2 separate regions of the Xenopus tropicalis genome follow, and region 1 is linked to region 2. A link is a contact called in public Hi-C data. All regions are on one chromosome and are shown on one strand. Each heading gives the region's core, a stretch centred on a gene start, on an enhancer-like site or on the middle of the called end of the contact. The rest is flanking DNA. Distances are from core to core; before and after follow the strand shown. Region 1 holds the start of ccar1 (cell division cycle and apoptosis regulator protein 1). Region 2 overlaps hk1 (hexokinase 1).

The links. Hi-C and Micro-C count contacts between places; a contact is called where the count stands out from the background.
Region 1: a Hi-C map of neurula embryo shows a contact between it and region 2, with 4 times the contacts expected there. The contact joins the promoter of ccar1 here to the enhancer-like site in region 2. A contact is called at or near these places in 2 of 5 Hi-C or Micro-C datasets (gastrula embryo and neurula embryo).

What each region holds. Positions count from the first base shown.
Region 1 is chr7:38,919,453-38,922,375 of UCB_Xtro_10.0, forward strand. ccar1 (cell division cycle and apoptosis regulator protein 1) reads left to right here and starts at 1,439. Exons shown (of 25, transcript XM_012966785.3): 1 at 1,439-1,590.
Region 2 is chr7:38,755,717-38,758,848 of UCB_Xtro_10.0, forward strand. The region is part of intron 3 of hk1 (hexokinase 1); the gene reads right to left. Among named protein-coding and RNA genes, the nearest start is that of hk1, 31 kb to the right of the region's middle. Within about 2 kb of position 1,490, at least 2 of the 11 cell types and tissues checked have an H3K27ac peak or open chromatin away from gene starts, as enhancers often do. A contact at or near this core is called in gastrula embryo and neurula embryo, where this site is marked.

The DNA of each region.
Region 1 (2,923 bases), core at 189-2,688, 160 kb after region 2:
GCTGCTGGCACAGGTACAGATTGGGGCAATATAATGGCTGCTGGCACAGGTACAGATTGGGGGCAATATAATGGCTGCTGGCACAGGTACAGGTTGGGGGCAATATAATGGCTGCTGGCACAGGTACAGATTGGGGGCAATATAATGGCTGCTGGCACAGGTACAGGTTGGGGGCAATATAATGGCTGCTGGCACAGGTACAGGTTGGGAGCAATATAATGGCTGCTGGCACAGGTACAGGTTGGGGGCTTGGGGGCAATATAATGGCTGCTGGCACAGGTACAGATTGGGGGCTTGGGGCAATATAATGGCTGCTGGCACAGGTACAGGTTGGGGGCTTGGAATCAATATAATGGCTGCTGGCACAGGTACTGATTGGGGGCTTGGGGCAATATGATGGCTGCTGGCACAGGTACAGATTGGGGGCTTGGGGCAATATGAGGGATTGGCTGCTGCTGACACAAGTACAGATGGGGCAATATGGTGGCCACTGGCACAGGTACATGGTGGCAATGGCTGTTGGCACAGATACATGGGGGCAATATGATGGCTGTTGGCACAAATACATGGGGCTACGTAATGGCTGCTGGCACAGGTACATAGTAGCTTTATGATGGCTGCTGGCACAGGCACATGGAGCAATAAAATGGCTGCTGGCAGCCTGGCACAGGTACATGGGGGCAATCAGGAAGGGGGGGGCGCTGATTGAAGCCCTTGCCTAGGGTGCCAAAATACCTTGGCCCGGCCCTGGTACATTCATTGTTTTTATAGGATATGTCTCCTTTAACCTGCTAGAATTCTGGTGGCTTGTGCTACTGGGATTAGACTATGCTATTGCAGTGCTGATTTATGTACCACAGAATTCTTCAATGCCATGCTATGAGAGTAAGAACATGGTCTGCTGTGAATTCTTCCACAAATCCATTGAGTTTTTACTTAATAGAATTCCTAGATTGTGTTCTCCTGTTATCACTACAGAAGATATTTTGAGTTCAAGATTTAGACTATTTTTATTGAAACAATGCAGCCAGCTTCGGTAACAGTTCCAAAACATTTTATTACATGACAAATCACAAGAAGGCTACATATTTTTTAATAGATATATATCGCAATGCCAAATTATGTTTTCTTTAGCTTTAGTTGCGTTTGGGTGGAGCGCCCCTTTAAACCAGCTCTACATATAACCCGGTAGCGTCACACCGGCCGCCCCAGCTCTTATCACAGACTGCCCCCTCCTTTTGCCTGATACAGGATAGCGCAGCACTACTCCTAAAACAGATACCGATCTCTTTCTCCCACCCTGCGCAAAAACAGCGCTAGAGCCAGCATCATTTGCTAGCCTGTCACGTGGTGCTGTAGGGGGGCAGATTCCTAGCGCGAACATAAGGTAGACACGCCCCCATTTGACGTCATGTTATCCCGCCCTCTACGTGGTCACATGGCTGTGACATCATTACTTCCTGAAAGTACCACTATGGAGCTGCTGCGGCCCATCCAGAGAAAGGACCAGGACATCTGACTGTAAGGCAGAACTGAGGTGCCCTAAATGCCAGAAAGAGGCAGCAGTACACAAAGAAGGGGTTGCTAAAGGTGGGTGTTGCTGTGAAGGGGAAATGGGAAAGGTGAAGGACTGCAAGGTATTATGTACTTTGCTTCTGTGGGAATGCTGATCAATACAGTCTTTGGTTGTGCCTGGGGGAAACCTTTTTCTAATGCAGTGAGATGGCATTGAAACTTATATTTAGTATGCACAGTAACACGCACAGGGCACCTGGTAGTATGCAGTGTGAGCTATTGGAGCATGCAGTGTGAGCTATTGGAGCATGCAGTGTGAGCTATTGGAGCATGCAGTGTGAGCTATTGGAGCATGCAGTGTGAGCTATTGGAGCATGCAGTGTGAGCTATTGGAGCATGCAGTGTGAGCTATTGGAGCATTGCATGTCCACTGGTGTCTGTGTTTCACTGTGCATCCTCCCTGCTGTCTGTGCATATTTCTGTGATATTCACAAACTGTGAACATTCACTGTAATGTATTATGTACAGAACACCTCTTAGCAGCACAGTGATACGCACAGAACATCTCTTAGCAGCACAGTGATACGCACAGAACACCTCTTAGCAGCACAGTGATACGCACAGAACATCTCTTAGCAGCACAGTGATACGCACAGAACATCTCTTAGCAGCAGAGTGATACGCACAGAACATCTCTTAGCATCACAGTGATACGCACAGAACATCTCTTAGCATCACAGTGATACGCACAGAACATCTCTTAGCAGCAGAGTGATACGCACAGAACACCTCTTAGCAGCAGAGTGATACGCACAGAACACCTCTTAGCAGCACAGTGATACGCACAGAACATCTCTTAGCAGCACAGTGATACGCACAGAACATCTCTTAGCATCACAGTGATACGCACAGAACATCTCTTAGCATCACAGTGATACGCACAGAACACCTCTTAGCAGCACAGTGATACGCACAGAACATCTCTTAGCAGCACAGTGATACGCACAGAACACCTCTTAGCAGCACAGTGATACGCACAGAACATCTCTTAGCAGCACAGTGATACGCACAGAACATCTCTTAGCAGCACAGTGATACGCACAGAACACCTCTTAGCAGCACAGTGATACGCACAGAACACCTCTTAGCAGCACAGTGATACGCACAGAACATCTCTTAGCAGCACAGTGATACGCACAGAACATCTCTTAGCAGCACAGTGATACGCACAGAACACCTCTTAGCAGCACAGTGATACGCACAGAACACCTCTTAGCAGCACAGTGATACGCACAGAACATCTCTTAGCAGCACAGTGATACGCACAGAACATCTCTTAGCAGCACAGTGATACGCACAGAACACCTCTTAGCAGCACAGTGATACGCACAGAACACCTCTTAGCAGC
Region 2 (3,132 bases), core at 240-2,739:
CATGAATCCACAGGCTGACACAGGGCACAGGCCTATAGGATACAGGATTAGGTATTTAGCAACCTACAATCTTTTAATCCCGCACCGTATATCTCACGTACGCACACCAATAATTTCTGCTTTGATCACTGCTAATACATACAGGTCAAGGTAAATAATAATATATAAAACTCTTCAGAAACCCCTTTCTCAGAAAAATATTCCTTTGAACCTAAAAATCTTAAATTAAATATTTAATATTATCTGTGTCAGACTGTTTTTGATCACTGGGATAAGAAAACAAGTTTAATAAATTCTATTTTAGAGCACCTGCATCCCAGAAAGAAACGGAAGCAATACACATTCCCCATTCACAAACATCTCACTCACAATGACCCTATTAAAGTCTGCATTTACAACGTAATTTAAAATTCTTCTTCCATTGTCCCAGGCCCTTCCCTCTTGCACTTAACTAAATGACAGGACTGATCTACCTCTATGCTGCTCCAACATGTGCATTAAGCTCCGCTGCTCATTTCAACACATTTGTGTTTGAAATCCAGAATTCTGGAGACCCTTTTCTAAAGGTAAAGACACATGGAGCTCCTAGTAGCAGCTACTTGCCACAGCTACAAAAACAGACAATGCTGATCATTTACTGATAATTGCCTCTATTTGTGTTTTAGCAGAGGCAATTCTCAGTATTGTCTATGGCAGAGTATTTTCGCATATTTAGTAGCCGTGACAAGTAGCTGCTACTATGTAGCTCCATGTGTCTTTACTCTAAAGCTGCCCCTTTCTCTGGAACCCAATTTACCCAATCCCTTCTAAAGCTGCACGTCATCACAGCTGCATTTAATGACCACTAACTATTCAGGACAGGTTCCCCTTTCCAGGACTATCAGTTCAATGAACTTAATTGCATTAATATTATATGCTGTATTGTGATTTATTCCACGTATCGGCATTGAATTACTGCATCTAACTTCCAATAGTGTTTTAATAACTCCAAGAAATCCTATAATCTCCTAGAAATTTCTGACTCAACTGATTTTAGGTTTATGTGCGCTTATCATTTTGATGCCACCACCCTCTCTAGGAGATAAACTTCCCATGCCAGAAAGCAGGTTCTTCCCATTTTAGTGAATAGGAGATGCATTACCAATGTTAGATTCTAGCAATATTTCCTGTGAAAGTGCCCGCATGATCTCTCACAGGCAGTGTGCATTGTATAGGGACAGGCAAAGGTTGGGCAAGAGGTGTGACATGAACCTAATGGAACATATTATCAGCTAGGACATTTACCAGTTATGTCAAAGACAAAAATGCCCCCCTATCAAAGTACAATGTAGATAGCAACAGGAACCACTTTTACACAGACAGCCAACTACAGGGCTACTGACAGAGTGATAACAGAAAATAGTTCCCATGGGATTCCTGTGACATGTGATTGTCCTGAATGAGAAAGAGTGCGTGCTCCCCTCACCCTTAGTTTATCTCACTCACCAACCTTGTACAGTTCCAATGGTTCTGAGCAGCAGATGGCCAGTCAGCTGGGATGTAAGGGGCAGACGGCCCATTGACAAATTAAAACAAAAGTCTATTGTGTTTCTCAGCTGTCTGGCTCTTAAATAATTCTAATTGCATCCCAAAGCTGCCCGTCTGCTTGTACAGCAGAAGGCATTAATCAGCAGTTTTTTAAAAAGCCGAGTCATCCTAGGAACCTTTTACTAGGTTATAAATGGTAGCAATTTAAGCAATTTTGATTATTTGGCTTTATTTTCTTACTTTCTGTATTTGGTTTTAAAAACACTATCTGGATGGTAAGGCTGATGATGCCTGTGACCAGGAAGCCCAAGAGAAGTTAAGTATAACCCCAGTGATAGACAAGCTTGAAAACTTTATTTTAATTTCTGCCAAATAGGCAATAGTGTGAACTCTCCCAAATACTGCATCATTGCTATTTATTCCTAAGCAACAACCACTTTAATGTTTAAAAACATGCAATGTGAACTGTCCATTCCACTTCTTTCTTATTGCAGGCACTGTGTTGCTCAGCAGTAAAGCTGGCCATTGCTGGTGGGCAATATCAGACTGATTTGATCAATTGGCCTTCAGGGCATAGATTGGATCACAATGATGAGATGCAGGCTGCCGGGGTGAGTATCTTATCCATGAGCCGGTGCACTCCTCGCCCTGATGGGATTTTTAAACCTAGATTGCACAAAAATACTGGCACAACAGGACTTACTTAAGCGGCATAAACCCTGCTGATTTTTAATAGTAGCAAACCATGTAATGTTTCAGGGACACCCCCCTTCATCAGTGGAACGTGGTGGAGAGTGCTGAAGACTCTCCAAATACTGTGCACCAGGGGGAACAGAATGGGAAGGCCAGGGTGTGCTTGTGAGTGTGGACTGGGATTTTTAAACCTGCCTGATAATTTCTAATACTGAGTATCCTTTGTAACACTAAGGGGGAGATTTATTAACCCTTTAAGTGCCAGCCGAATTCGTCATTTCGGTTCCCCCCAGTGCCAGACGTTTTTTAAGCATTTTGTACTCATTCACTTTAACAATGTTTTTTGGTAGGAAAACCTCCACGAAACTAGGGAAATTATATATCGTTTTTTTCGTCACTAATTGGGCTTCGACATACATACCAAATTTTATAACTTTTCTGGAGATATGATGTGTATTTTGGGTGAAATATGTAAAAAAAAAATAAAATTATGAAAAATTTCTGTATATTTTGAGGTTTTTTTCCATAGAAAAGTTAATTTTACTCACTTTTTTTTATTGTTTGTAAAAGCCCTGATACTCCCAAGTCCAACGATACCAAATATGTGGTGGTACCCCACAGTTCCTGTCCAGAAGTAACCCCCAAACTAAGGCAATACTTAGTACAATATCACACCAGAACAAAGCAGAAAAGCGCTTGTAACAGTTAATGCAGCATAACTTATATGTAAATCTAAAATATCCCCTCATGTTTGGTATCTTTAGAAACTACAGACCTTCAGGTTTCTAGGTGCAATGTAGTTTTCACTCAAAAGCCAAATACCTTTTGTCAGTGCATTGTGAAATTTGGAACTTTTTATGACATTTTTTTTTTTTTTCTAAAACGTAAACTTGGACGCATGATCAAATGTGG